Linked DNA regions of Sus scrofa: region 1 is linked to region 2. Evidence: chromatin contacts called from public HiChIP or PLAC-seq data. All regions are on one chromosome and are shown on one strand. Each heading gives the region's core, a stretch centred on a gene start, on an enhancer-like site or on the middle of the called end of the contact. The rest is flanking DNA. Distances are from core to core; before and after follow the strand shown.

Region 1 (7,123 bases), core at 3,838-6,337, 78 kb before region 2:
CGGGGGAGGACTTGTTAGGAAACCATCCCTGGGACTACGTTTCTGTTGGATCTTTTCGGTTGTCCTCAGTTCCCAGTAGATTGTGCTGACAACTGGGCCTCCGGCATAAATTAAATGAGGGGCATCTCTGGTCAGAGAAAAGACTAGATTTGGAGCTAGATGATAGAGTTAAGTTCTACCTAATAAGTGACATTGGCCAAGCTGCGGCATTGGCTAAGTTCCTTCCCTCCTCTGAACCTCTGTTTTCTCATGAGTCATGTGGGGATAAATATTTCTCACGGTTGTTATAACGATTGGAAGCAAACAGTGTGAAAATGCTTGGCACATAGTTGCTCAGTGTATTATTATTAGTTCAAAGTCTAAGTCTACAATCTTGTGTAGGTATCGTTATCTTACCAACATCTGTATGTTTTTTTTTTTCTCTCTCTCTTTTTTTTTTTTTTTTTTCCCGTCTTTTGCCATTTGTTGGGCCGCTCCTGCGGCATATGGAGGTTCCCAGGCTAGGGGTCTAATCGAGCTGTTGACACCAGCCTACGCCAGAGCCACAGCAACGCGGGATCCGAGCCGTGTCTGCGACCTACACCACAGCTCATGGCAACGCCGGATCGTTAACCCACTGAGCAAGGGCAGGGACCGAACCCGCAACCTCATGGTTCCTAGTTGGATTCGTTAACCACTGCGCCACGACGGGCACTCCTGTATGTTTTGATCTATTCAACGAAGACAGACTTGGGAATCGTGTTAGGTTTTATGGTAATTAAATCAACGCCTGGTATGCTTAGCCACCATTCTCCTTATGCTCTTTGGGTGTTTATGTTTTTCTTTTTTCTTCTTAAAGTTTTTTTTTTTTTTTAAACCTTACTTCCGTGAGGTGTAACATCGAGTGTCTGCAGCAGTAAGTGTTGTTCTGTCATTACCAGTCTCTCTAATAGAGGGAAGGAGTGTGATTATGCCTCTGTCTCCACCCCAGCTGCCGCCACCATCCCTTCCCCTCTCACACTCACTCCACTGCAGTGAAGAGGAATAAACTGATGGTCCTATCTTTTTTTTTTTTAAGCAGCATTTCACAGGGAGTTCCCATCGTGGCTCAGGGGAAATGAATCTGACTAGCATCCATGAGGACACGGGTTCAATCCCTGGCCTCACTCAGTGGGTTAAGGATCCTGTGATGTAGGTCACAGACGCAGCTCCCACCTGGTGTTGCTGTGGCTGTGGTGTAGGCCGACAGCTACAGCTCTGATTGGACCCCGGGCCTGGGGACCTCCATTATATCATGGGTGTGGCCCTATAAAGATTAAAAAAAAAAAGAAAAAAGGCATTTCCCAGAGACTTCCCAGTGGGAACACAGAGACATTCAGACACACATCGTAGACATACTTGCTTGGTCCAAAGTCCCTCTTTTTCTGAGGTGAATCCATTCTGGTTTATTATAAAGTTTGCTTTCAGTGTGCAGAAAGCCAGCAACAGTTTTAGTCAGGTGATTGGCTTTATCTTTGAATATTGCTGCTTTATAAACGATGGTTGATTTTTTTTTTTGAGTCTTTTTTTTAATATATATAATGATTTTTATTTTTTCCATTATAGTTGGCTTACAGTGTTCTATTTTTTACTGTACAGCAAGGTGACCCAGTCACACATACGTGTATACATTCTTTTTTCTCATCCTGCTCCATTGTAAGTGACTAGATGTAGTTCCCAGTGCTATACATCAGGATCCATTCCAAAGGCAATAGTTTGCATCTATTAACTACGGTTTATTTTAAAAATAAATTTGTTTTCTAAAGTGTGTGTGTGTGTGTGTGTGTGTGTAGAGCTTTGTGTTGGGTGTGGTCCTTCTTTGCGGTAGGTGATGACAGTAGAACCCAGAGGAGCCTGAGTTGGAAGGGGGTCATGTGTGTGGGCAGATGTGCTGCCTTTTTCTATGTGATGGGGAAGAGGTCAGGCAAATAAGAACTTTAGACAGTGGAGCAAGGTCACTGCAGTGTTTTGAAACTGGATCTTTTCTCACGTTATTTTAAAAGATTTTTTTTTTTTCTTTTACCAAATTTTTTTTTTTCCTGATACTACATATTATTATGTGGAGGCCGTATTTACTGCATCTTATTGTCAGCATGGAAACTTTTCTTATTCTTTAGCCAATACTTAAGTTCTTTTTTAGGGGGAAGGGGGCCTGCACCCGAAGCATGTGGACATTCTCAGGCCAGGGATTGAATCCACGCTGCAGTTGCAGCCTGCGGTACAGCTGCGGCAACACGAGATCCTTAACCCATGGGCCACAAGGGAACTTCCTAGCCAGTGCCTAAGTTCTTGGCGCTGAACTCTGAATTACGTTCAGGGACTCTGGGAGGAGAGAGGCTTGGGATCCTCTGTAATTAACTCACTGTGACCCCTCAACAGAGCACTTTTCTGTCCCCGGGCTTGAGTTTCTTTTGTTAAGCAAGATGCCTGGGATCAGATGAGCTCTGGGGAACTTGCCATCAGAGAAGATTTTAGAAAATTATGATTCTGGATTTTAATGACTTCCTGTCTTGACCTTTGCCTTTATGTTTGAATTTGGAACATTAACTCTTCCAGCGCTGATGGTCTTTTCCTTTGAACAAATACCGAATTTTGTTCCCCCTGGGCCATTTATCAGGCCTGCTTCAGGTCAACCTTGCTTGAAGGGGCTGGCCTTCTGTCACAGGGGATTTGACTTAATCTTGCAGTGAGTCACTTCTTTGCTATTTGTGGCTAGGCATAGTTGAGTTACAATATCGTAGTCGTTTATTCATTTAGAATCTATGTGGCGAGTGCCCATGGGCTCTGGCCTATAGTGGTAAGCTACGGTCAGATGCGACGCCTGCCCACATGGTGCTTGCGGTCTCAGCACGGAAATGAACTGTTAAATCATGACCGTGGCAAGAGGCTGAAGGAGAGCTGGGTGGTACTTTGGGGACTCATAACAGCGGGGTTATCTCCTATCCTCAGGCCTGCCAGGGCTTCGCGCTAATAATAGGAATGACTCCTGTGCAGCAGGCCCTCTGCCTTCTTTCCATGGGTCGCCTTTTATTTTTACCGCAGTTCCATAGAGTCGCTGTTACAAACTTGATTTTGTAGATGTGCTCAGAGAGACTGAGTTGTGTCCTCAGCATCACACTGAGAGCCCACAGAGTCTTGGACTAAAATTTTAATCTGGGCTCATTGGACTCTGCACGTGGGCATCTAGACTCCAGTGTGTGTAACAGCTCCGCGCTCCCACTGGCGGGTGGCTGCATCCTGGGACAGCCTGGCTATAGACAAAACTGGGATTTTACTCCAATTTAGGGAAATGTTTTTCTTTCCAACAGTGAATGGGAACATGTAGTGGAACAGAATTTAGATGTTCCTCTGGGGTGCAGCAGGTTGAGAATCCGGCATTGCTGCTGCTGTCGTGCAGCTCGCAGCTGTGGCACGGGTTTGATCCCTGGCCCAGGAACTTCGGCATGCTGTGGGTGAGGCCAAAACAAAATATATATGGATTTATTTATTTGCTTTTTAGGACTGCACTTGGGCACATGGAGGTTCCCTGGCCAGGGGTCTAATCAGAGCTACAGCTGCAGGCCCACTGCCACAGCCACAGCAATGGATGATCGGAGCCGAAGCTCACAGCAACGCTGGATCCTAAACCCACTGAGTGAGGCCAGGGATCGAACCCACCACCTCATGGTTACTAGTTGGATTCGTTTCTGCTGAGCCATGACGGGAACTCCTATATGGATTTTTGAGAAGCTGTATCAGACTTAAGACATTTTGGAGTTCTGATTGTGGCTCAGAGGACTAAGGCCCCAATGTTGTTTCTTTGAGGATGCAGGTTTGATTCCTGGCCTCACTCGGTGGGTGAAGGGTCTGGCGTTGCATAGCAGAGTCCACAGATGGGGCTCAGATCTCGTGTTGCTGTGGCTGTCATGTAGGCCTCTGCTGCAGCTCTGTTCACCTTGGCTGGGAACTTGCGTATGCTGCAAATGCAACCATAAAGGCAGGAAGGGGGGTTCCCATTGTGGCTCAGCGGGTTACGAACCTGACTGGTATCCATGAGGATGTGGGTTTGATCCCTGAACTCACTCGGTGGAGGATCTGGTGTTGTCAGGGCTCAGATCCCGAGTTATCGTGGCTGTGGTGTGGGCCCGCAGCTGCAGCTCCCATTAGACCCCTAGCCTGGGAACCTCCATATGCCTTGGGTGTGGCCCTAGAAAGAAGAAAAAGAGAGGGAGGGAGGAAGGAAGGAGCCAGTTTCAAATTTGTTGAAAAGAAAGCTTTAGAAACAGGTCTTCCTGCTGGAGAAATTTGAGAACTCAGCACACCATTCTGGGCTTCCTTCCTACCAGTCTCTCCTTTTCACTCCTGCCCACTACCCTTGAAAAAGAAGTGATTCTGGTAAATCCCCTTTTTAAAAAATGCGTTTTATGGATGTATAATGGATTTTCAAGGTTGTGTTAATTTCTGCTGTACTCTCGCCTTTTGATTTTCCTAAAATTTGGTGAATTTCATCCTGGACCCACAGTCTATTTCTATGGTCTTTTTCTGAATGAGCTAGAAAGTAGAGCTTCTAGAGTCTTCTTTCTGTTGGTTTCATGTCAGTCTTGCCGCTCAACTTGACGCCCTATAGAAAAGATATGGGCGAGCTACTGTCTGAGCCTTGAGATCTGAAGAACAGATAAAGACGGATCGCTCTGTGATTTCATTCTCACATGACGCTGGCCACAGAGCAGAGGTCTGACTGCACACTTACCGGCGCCAGCCTTCTGGGGCTGGCCACCGCCTGCTCTGCCGTTACCTTCTGGCCGTGCGTTGTGATGGGAAGCGGTCAAGTCAGCTGACTGTGAACGGCCTCTGTTCTGCCAGTTTGTGACCCCATGTTCTTGTCCTTCTCCTTCCCCTGTAGAGCCAAGTCCTTGTCCTAAGCAGTCACCATGACCGTACAGAAATATTGGGTGCCCTGAGCGAGCGTCCACAGACCCTTGCCACCCACACACTGCCCCCTCTTCCAGGTGAAGGAGTGGTTTGGTCTGGGCAGGCTCCTGCTTCCAGCCCACAAGCTCTTCCCAAGGAGCCTGCGGCGTCTGGCCAGCTGCCTCCTTGTCTCCTTTGCATAGATGCTTCTCCCTTTTTGATATTCAGTTGCAGGCTTCCAGCTCCTTTCTGTCCATTCCCTGTTTACTTCTTAGACGAAAACGTTTCCATGGTAACAGGTTACTTTTCAAAGGGAACATCTTGTCATTTTATTTAATCCACTGCAGCTGAAGAGGACTGAAATATTAAGTTGTAGTTGCCATGGATACTGCTTTATTACATCGGTTTCTTTTGTATCAGATTTCATATACAATGAAATTCTCTCTATTTTTTTTTTTTTTTAACTCAAGGAATAAACACAATGACTTACCATTATTGTTGTAATTTGGCTTCTGGGACTATTTTTTCGTATTCCGAAGCAAATATTTGCAGAATAATGGGAATTAAATTCAGCTGTTTTGAAAAAAATATTCATTATTTACATTAACTGCCAGAGAAATTCTACCTCCTTGCTAGTAAAGATGGGGTCTTTTTTTTTTTTTTTTTTTAAATGATTCCCAGCTAAGGATGTCTCAAAAAAGATGACCCAGCAAGAGACATCCCTAGCAAATAGAAAAAAAATATGTGACTTGAGTTAATTCCTTGAATCGCATTGCTCATTAACTGTGACATTCTTTCTTCAGTTACTTGTGCAGCTGTGGGCGGTATATTTTGAGGGAATCTATTTGTGTTTTATTTGACTTTTCTCATGTCTGGCTTGCTTTCTTATCTCTAGTCTGTGAACTAACCTCATCTTTGACTTTGAGCAACTTTTCATTGATTCAGTGCTCTGGTGCATCTTTTGCTCACGCTCCCCAATAGGTAAATTGATTAGTAGCATCAGAAGCTGGACTTGGAGGAGTTCTCTCTCGTGACATGGCCAGTTAAGGATCTGCTGTTGCCACTCAGGTCGCTGTGGGGCTCAGGTTCAGTTCCTGCCCTGGGAACTTCCACATGCCATGGGTGTGGCCTAAAAAAATCTCCCAAACCCTGAACTTGGGACGTGAGTTCATTGTATCTATAGTTCTTTGCCGTTTTACAAGTGTAGCTTTGTGTTCCATAATCGCAGATTATCTGTTCCATAATCACAAATATGCCACTCCCTTCTCTCTTCCCCTGCTGTTCTGAATGCTTGGCAACCAGTAATTTGTTCTCCAACTCGATAAGTTGGTCTCCCCCCATTTTATGGCCACACCTTCAGGAAATATGGAAGCTCCTGGGCTAGGGATTGAATTGGAGCTGCAGCTGCTGGCCTACACCAGAGCCACAGCAACTCGGGATCTGAGCCCCATCCGCAACCTACACCATTGCTCGCGGCAGCACCAGATCCTTAACCCACTGAGTGAGGCCAGGGGTGGAACCTGCATCCTCATGGATACTAGTTGGGTTCTTAACCAGCAGAGCCGCAGCGGGAATTCCATATAATTTTGTCATTTTGATGTTGATTAAATCAGCCTTTAACTTTGATAGGTTTTCTCTGTTAACATGCTTTTCAAACTTAAGAAAGTAACTTTTTGATTATTTTGTCTGCTTTTGGTGCTTGATGTGAACACAGAACTGACTTAGGGAAAAGGATATGGCTTCTGGTAGTGGTTCTGTTTGTAATTAGTTGTGTGATTTTGGTTTAGTAACTTAATCACTGTGTTCTATGGGAGTGTGGGTGGGAGCTCTGACTTTGGAGTCAACTAGAGTTTGAATTCTAGTTTTTCCCACCTGTCAGCTATGTGATCTTGGACAATTTCATAAACTCTCTTCGCTTTGGTTTCCTGTCTGGACAGGTAATAATAGCACCTACCTACCTTACAGGGTCATCCTTAAGGTTAGATAAGAAGATATATGGAATTTGCTTAGCTCAGAATGCCTGGTACTTGGTAAATGTTCAGTGTACACATTTGTTTCGTTATTGATGCTGTAATTACTACTGCTATTATTATCTATTAATGGAGATACTGCCTCATAGAGGTGTCATGGGAATAATGAAATAATGGATGCTCGGCGTAGAGAGTGCTTAGCAGGTGATAACTAGTAGCACTGTTTTGTGTTTGTCATGCAGGTA
Region 2 (7,001 bases), core at 3,455-5,954:
ATTTCCATAAAGAAAACCTGGAGCACAGTCACAAACTAAGTTGTAAGACAAAGCACAGCACCGTCTCCAATCCGTAAATAAATGTGTATTTATATTTGGATCTCATCTGGCCATGTGGATTCAGAAAAAGAAGAGGATTGGTTTTGTGCTCCCAGGGAACATGCAGGTTGATGGGAAACACGCAGCACCAGAGAAACCAGTGCCAACGCCCCAGGATCCTCAGCTCGTGGGTCTAAGGGTAGCCAGTCTGCCAGCCTGTGGTGCAAGCAAGGCAGGGCTGCCTGGCGCTCAGGCAGTGCCCCAGCCACAGTTCTCGCCCTGGCCAGTCTTCTTCCTCCTTCACCCTTGGCTTCTTAGCTTTCTAGCATCTCCTCACCGTCAGGGACAGAACAGCCAGTGGGCATGGCATCATTCATGAGGCTCATTCGCTGGAAGTGCTCAATTTCATCTCAGCTGCTAGAGTGCTGTCAAGAAACAGATCGTGTCTGTGAACTTTCATTTAGAGGCTTCTGGTACCTGTCCGTTTGTAAGTCAGCAGTGTCAGTTATAAAATTAGAGTCCCCATTCGAAGAGATGAATTATTAGAAGGAAACCCGTTTAACATACTGATTTATCCTAAGCATTGACGGCTCTGATGGGTCGGCTTGGTTTCGATTTGAAAGTCTGCTCTATGTTTCTGGTAAACCACAAGGTAAAGGCTGGTCTCCGAGAAGCAGATGTTTTGCCAGTTTTGAGGCCTTGTGGCTTTCCATAGAGAAGTAACAGTGCAGGCCACATGAAGCTTTTACTTCCTTTTTTTAAAAAAGTGGGGCCAAAAAGTGGTGCTTTGCACTTGATAGCATAGTCATTGATACACATTGACAGCAGTGGTCCGTGTTCAAATACCCCTATCTCTGGAAGGAGTTACTTTGAAATGTCTGTGAGACACGTGTTTCCAAGGGGCTTGGACTGTAGATTTAGCCTTAGAAATAGTAGTGAGACTCTTGGATGATGCTTCGAGCCACGGGAGCCTTGACAGTCCTGTTGGGAGGGAGTCTGGAGAGCAGAAAGCCTAGAACAAAAAAGCCTGGGAAGACTAATATCTGGAGTTTGAGTAGAGAATTAAGAAGCCAGCTGATAAGAGGCAAATCAGGAGAGTTTGGTGTCAGAGAGCCAAAGAGATCTGCTCTGTCATCAAAGGTAAATATGAACCTTTTGGCTTTTCACAGTTTATTTCCACTGTGGCTGCCCAGGCCCTTGTCATCTCATGGTTTGTTTCACTCATGTATCAAAGACTTGGGAGCTCCAGCTGCCCAATGTTGTAGGAGGCAGCATGGAAAAAGAAACAGTTCCTGTCTTTTCAGAGTTTGTAGACTCTCTGAGTACATGAGGCCCATACAAATAAATAATTGCCAACTGAATGGAAGGGAATGGTCAGGGAAGTTCATTTTGGAGTGGGAGGGATTTGCGCTTGAGCTGGAGGTAAACCAGAGATAGGCTGTGGAGAGAAGTATTAGAGGTACCCCAGAGTCTGGAGTTGAGACAGAGATTGTGCCATGGCCCAGCTGGCATTGCTGGACGTCTCACTGGAAGGGTAGGCAGGGACAGGATCCTGGTGAGCCTTGAATTTGGGGCTAAGGGGTTAAACACCACCCCAAAGAGGTCAAAGAGCTATTCGTAGGTAGGGCCTGGGAGCAAGACCTTGGACGACTCATGTTGAAATCTGTGGTTGTGAGACATTCCTTGGCAGAGGCTTGTAAATGGTTGCACGGGGGAGATGGCTTAGTAGGTTGGCTGATGGGAAGGATGGATAGAGGCTTGGCCTGGGACCAGCGCGGGAGTGGACAGGAAAGCAAGGCACTGAAGGACCTTTCTCAGGAAGAATACTGAGGACTTGGTGATTTGACTTGGGGGTCAAACGGAAAAGGTCGAGTCACAGATGATGGTACCATGACCGGCAGTGGTGGTCCCTGTGGACTCTTACCTCCACTTTATGGAGCGTGTGGTCTTAGTGCATGGCATGGAGTTCGGAGCCTGGGTCTGAATTCTGCCTTTACCTCTGAGGAGCTGGGTGATCTTGGTCTGCTTACTTAACCATCTGTGTCTCAGCTTCCTTGCCCATAAAATGGAGATAATAATAGCACCCCCACTCTAGGCTGTGAGGCTCTTGGCATTAGTAGGTACTTAGTAACTATTGAATGGATGCTGTTCAAAGGATTATAACAGGTGGAAGAATCAGGATTTGAGCTCAAGTTTGCCAAACTCCGTGTCATCCTGCTATTCCAGATTCAGCCTCTCAGACCCTCATTGTGCCAGCCCCTGGTCGGATGGCAGAGTCCTGCCATCCCATCACCTGAGTGCCCACTTCGGCTTTGTGTAGACCTCCCTGTCCCATAACCCGCTCCCCATCCTCCACCCCCTCCCCCTCCACATCTGTGAATGTGGTCTGCACTGCGTGATCTGGCCTTGGAGAAGGCGTTTTGGACAACTACAGGCCATCCCTCCTCTTGGCTCTGGTGAGCTGCCCTTTGCTACTTTAGGCTTGGCTGACTAAACTCTCAGATTGTTCTCCCTTTTTTTTAAGGCCGCACCCTTGGCACATGGAGCTTCCCAGACCAGGGGTCGAATCAGAGCTGTAGCCACTGGCCTACAGCACAGCCACAGCAACTCAGGACCCAAGCTGCGTCTGCGACCTACACCACAGGTCACAGCAACGCTGGATCCTTAACCCACTGGGTGAGACCAGAGATCAAACCTGCATCCTCATGGATGGTTCATTTACCACGGAGCCACGACGGGAACTGCAGGTTGTTCCCTAATACTGCATTTATCTTACCTGCTAAAAATGAATCAGTTTTAATAAAGGTCCATGGCTAACCTTTTTTTGTTATTATTTAAAATTTCCTCCGTAGTGTTAGATGCTCCTTAAATACTTAAATTCTTAAGGAGTGGATTACAAAGCAGTAATGCTGAAGGCTGAGAGTGAGTTCAGGTCCTCCTCATCCCAATGCTGGGTTCTCTCACCAGCCTCTTTAGCTGCCTTGCAGCCAGTCTGACCCTAAGGTACGCGGAGGGCCACACTGCCCCGGGGCAGTCCCTGTCTTCTCTGCTAGCCTACAGTTGGGACCAGAACTCTTCAGCCTGGCCTGAAAGGCTCGCTGCAACCTGATCCGCTCCTGCCTCTTCAGTCTTATCTGCTGGCACTCCACTCTGCACACCCTGTTCTTCTTGCAATTCCCAGAATGTTCTGTGTGCCCTTCCTGGCTGACTCGTGGGCTTGGAGCCCTGCTGGAGCCCACCTGTCCGGTTCATGCTCTTCCTTGTCACTTCCTCTAAGACAGTAGCAGAGCAAGTAGCTTCCTCCTCCTGGCCCCACCTACCCCTTTGTTCCTCTGCCTAGAGATTGATCTGTTACCTGCTTGCCAGGACCGCTCCCTGAGGGCAGGGCAGTCTCATCCGTCCCCATTCCCCCAGTGGAGATGCTCCGCACATGGCCCACGATGCTGCCGAGCGTAGGAACGGCGGTACTTCTGCAAGTGTCAGCGGTCACTCTTCCTCAGCGGAGAAGCACAGCTTGCTTCTCTCTTGCGCCTTGACGGATTTTTCCTTTTGAACTAACTATACGAAGTATATTGAAAACTGACAATGATGAGTCATATCTTAGAAAGGGGTGAAATCAGAAAATGCAGAGCCTCCAGGAATGGAGTAGGAGGTTGCAGATCGGTCTCGCAGGCCAAGTCTGGCTCTTGGCTGAATTTGCCCGGCTGGTCTCAAACACGGGGAGTGGGAGGGACTCTCCTCCCGGTGGGCAGGTGATTTATTGGCTGGGAAGCTTCCGCGGTGATTTAGTTGTGAAACGGCGCCCTGCGAGGTGCCGGCTAATGCCTGGGCCGGGCGGAGCGGCCGCCCACGATCCGGGGCCGGAAGGGACCGCGGGGGTCGTCCGGGCCAGCCCCCTACTTTGCTGCCCGGGGGCGGCGGGGGCGGCGGGCGTGCGCTGCTGACTCTGCCCTCGCTCGCAGTGGGAGGCCCGGAGACCGAGCGGCCTGGGACGGGCCCCGAGCGCCGGCTGGGCCCCCGCCCCCGCCCCGCGGGCGCCCTCTGCTCGCGCCCGCCGCCGTGGGAGGAAGTTTCCGTGCTCGGCCGCCCGGGCCGCCTCCCGCTGTTCGGAAGGAGGAACCCGAGGTACCGGCGCCGGGCTCCCGGGGGCTGGGGCCGCGGGGCCGCCGGGCGGCGGGGCGGGGGCCGGAGCCGGGCCGGCGGGCGGCGCGGCGATCCAGGCCGCCTTTTGCAGCCGCCCGCGGCCGCGCCGGGCTCTGCGCGCCGCTCGCGCCTCCTCCCCCGGCGGCGGCGGCGGCGGCGGTGGCGGCGGTGGCGGCCCCAGCCCCGCGCCCCCCGCGCCCCGCGCCGCGCGGCCCCGCCGCGGTCACACGCCGAGCCGCCCGGCTGCCGCCGCCACCGCCGCCGCCGCCGCCCTGCGCTTTGTGGAGCCCGAGCCCGAGCCGAACGACTGGCCGGCCTGCGCCCCGAGTGCGGCCCGCGGCGGCCCGGCGTACCTGTGGCTGCCGGGGTGGGCCGCGCGGGCCCCGGCTTCGGGCCCCGAGGTGGGGGCCGGGGGAACCGGGAGTGGCCCCGCCGCGGCGGGAGGGGCAGCCCGGGAGGAAGGGGACAAAGTGAAAGTCTGCGGAGCGTCACGGAAACGGGCTGGGGAGGGCGCGGGCGGAGGGAAGGGTGCTGCCGGCTCGTCTCCGCAGTCTCGCCTCGGAGGGGCTTTTAGTGACGGCGGAGCCGCAGGCCGGGCGCCCGGCTCCCGTGGGCTTCCGCGCGGCCCGTGCCTTCCGGGTGAATTCCGCCCCTTGACCAAGGGGCCATTAATCCTCTAGGGTGCCCTTCTGGAGAGAAGTCTCCAGGTTTGGTGCTGTTTGCTCCTACGGCTCGACACCCTGGGAAGCCTCGTTCTCAGATGGAAAACCAGCTGTGCGGTTTTCTTGAAACGCGGAGCGTATTCGTTGTTCATAACCTTCGGCGACCGATGCCCGGAGCGGAGGCACCGAGGGCACCGACTGCTTCTGCCTTCGGCGGCGGATGCTCTCCTCCCGAGCCTGGCTGGTGTGCGGGACGAGGGCCTGCCCGGGCGGGGGTCCCAGCTGCTGCGGAAATATTTCCCCAGCCTCTATTCCCCAGCTCAGACTTTTTCGTGGTTGTTATTCTGCTGATTGCAGATATCTTTGCTTTGCTGACATCCTGTTTTGTTTTTGGTTTTTACATCCCGTTTGTTGTGTCTTTTTATCACAGAAACGCTTCGTTAAGGGGCTCAGGCAGTACGGCAAGAACTTCTTCAGAATTAGAAAGGAGCTGCTTCCCAATAAGGAAACAGTAAGTACAATTGGACTTTATGTAACTTGATTTTTTTCCTCTTTGCTCCCGCTGCTTCTCGCCCTTGATCTTATGAAATGGTTTCCTTTAACCCTGCGTTGTGCTCAGACTCAGGCTGGCCTCTAGGATCCAACTCATTTTCCTTGCTTCACTTTTAGATTTTGCTCCTGATTCTAGATAGTGAAGTGACAGGTTATGCTTAGCCCACCCCCACTCCTCACCCCTAAGAGAGTGGATTTCTCGGCAGAAAAGTCTTTGGCAGCAGGGGGTTAATGGGAGGAGGGGAGTTGGGAGTGTTAGGGAGTTAGCATCTAATTTTAAATATGGTGGCTGAAATAGGAAGTATCATTTATCATTAGCTTGGATTTGGTTATTGACAAAAGTCATCAACAAACAGTGGAGCTAAGGGGTTTGCGCTCCAGTATAGTTTGAATTCTCTGGAGACTTTTTATTTAACGTTCTGAAGAGTAGTTTTAACTACTTTGCACTTTTCAGTAGACAGATACGCAAGGGTTCCTATGCATTGCTTAAAATAAGACTTTTAAAAATTGCTTTGGTATTTCTCAGAGCTGATTCTCAGCTCTGATGAAAGCTATTGCTAAACTTGGGTTTGCTAAGGAAACTTGGGGTGAAGTTATGTGATGAGAATGCTAGCAGGAGATTCATTCTGTCTTAGCTGAATTTACTGTAATTTCCTCCAGGTGGCATTGGAGGGGGGTGGGAGAGTCTCCTTGTGGCTGTAGGCCCAGGAATGGGGGCGCCTGGTGCTGGAGTAGGGTCAGCCGCTTAGCGGTGTCTGTGGCGGAAGTGGAAGTGTGCTTCAGGACCTGGGGGTGGGAGGCATGTGGCTGGACTCTGAGTTGCTTCCCCGATTCCCGTCTCTGAGAGGAGACCATCCAAGAAAAATACCCTTGATAAAACCTGGTGGCCCAATGTGGTTTTTGGTTTCCTAGTTGGGTATTATTTATTGATTTCCTCTTCTCCAATTTTGATTCTTCATTTAAAAAAAAAACCAAAAAACTGTTTCTGGATTGTTTTTGTGTACAGTATCTTATAAACAGACCTCATAATAGAGAAGAAAGATTCCAAGATTTCAGATACAGCCTCGTATAAATTGGTGGTTTGCATTAATTCATTATAATTAAACTTTTAATAGTTATTATACATCTAAATATGCTGAAATGAGTTCATTTTGATGATTTTTTTTTAAAAAGCTGTTTGTAGACATTAAACTGAAATACTTAACTTATTTTTTCGCTCTTTCCAGAACCAATTAGGAAGAGGTATTCAGTTATTTGAAGTAAAAACTAAAAAAGCCTTGGAGTTCCCATTGTGGAGCAGTGGTTAACGAATCCGACTAGGAACCCTGAGGTTGCGGGTTTAATCCCTGGCCTGGCTCAGTGGGTTAAGGATCCGGCGTTGCCATGAGCTGTGGTGTAGGTCCCAGACGCGGTTCGGGATCCTGCGTTGCGTTGCTGTGGCTCTGGCGTAGGCTGGCGGCTACAGCTCCGATTAGACCCCTCGCCTGGGAACCTCCATATGCCGCGGGAGTGGCCCTAGAAAAAGCAAAAATACAAAAATAAATAAATAAAGAAGCCTTTGCCCAAGTATAGGAATTTTGGTGAAAGTGAGAGAGATCTTTGAGT

Evidence for each region. HiChIP or PLAC-seq counts read pairs in DNA pulled down with a chosen protein or histone mark.
Region 1: a contact with region 2 is called in an H3K27ac HiChIP or PLAC-seq map of skeletal muscle. The contact joins two enhancer-like sites. A contact is called at or near these places in 9 of 47 Hi-C or Micro-C datasets (brain, heart right ventricle, liver and 3 more) and 2 of 2 datasets of contacts at active chromatin or transcription factors (alveolar macrophages and skeletal muscle).

What each region holds. Positions count from the first base shown.
Region 1 is chr6:69,087,020-69,094,142 of Sscrofa11.1, reverse strand. All of the region lies in intron 7 of RERE (arginine-glutamic acid dipeptide repeats protein), which reads left to right. Among named protein-coding and RNA genes, the nearest start is that of SLC45A1, 160 kb to the right of the region's middle. Within about 2 kb of position 5,087, at least 23 of the 83 cell types and tissues checked have an H3K27ac peak or open chromatin away from gene starts, as enhancers often do. A contact at or near this core is called in alveolar macrophages, skeletal muscle and subcutaneous adipose tissue, where this site is marked.
Region 2 is chr6:69,008,969-69,015,969 of Sscrofa11.1, reverse strand. It overlaps RERE (arginine-glutamic acid dipeptide repeats protein), which reads left to right. Exons shown (of 24, transcript XM_021095277.1): 12 at 5,275-5,355. Among named protein-coding and RNA genes, the nearest start is that of SLC45A1, 79 kb to the right of the region's middle. Within about 2 kb of position 4,704, at least 58 of the 83 cell types and tissues checked have an H3K27ac peak or open chromatin away from gene starts, as enhancers often do. A contact at or near this core is called in alveolar macrophages, skeletal muscle and subcutaneous adipose tissue, where this site is marked.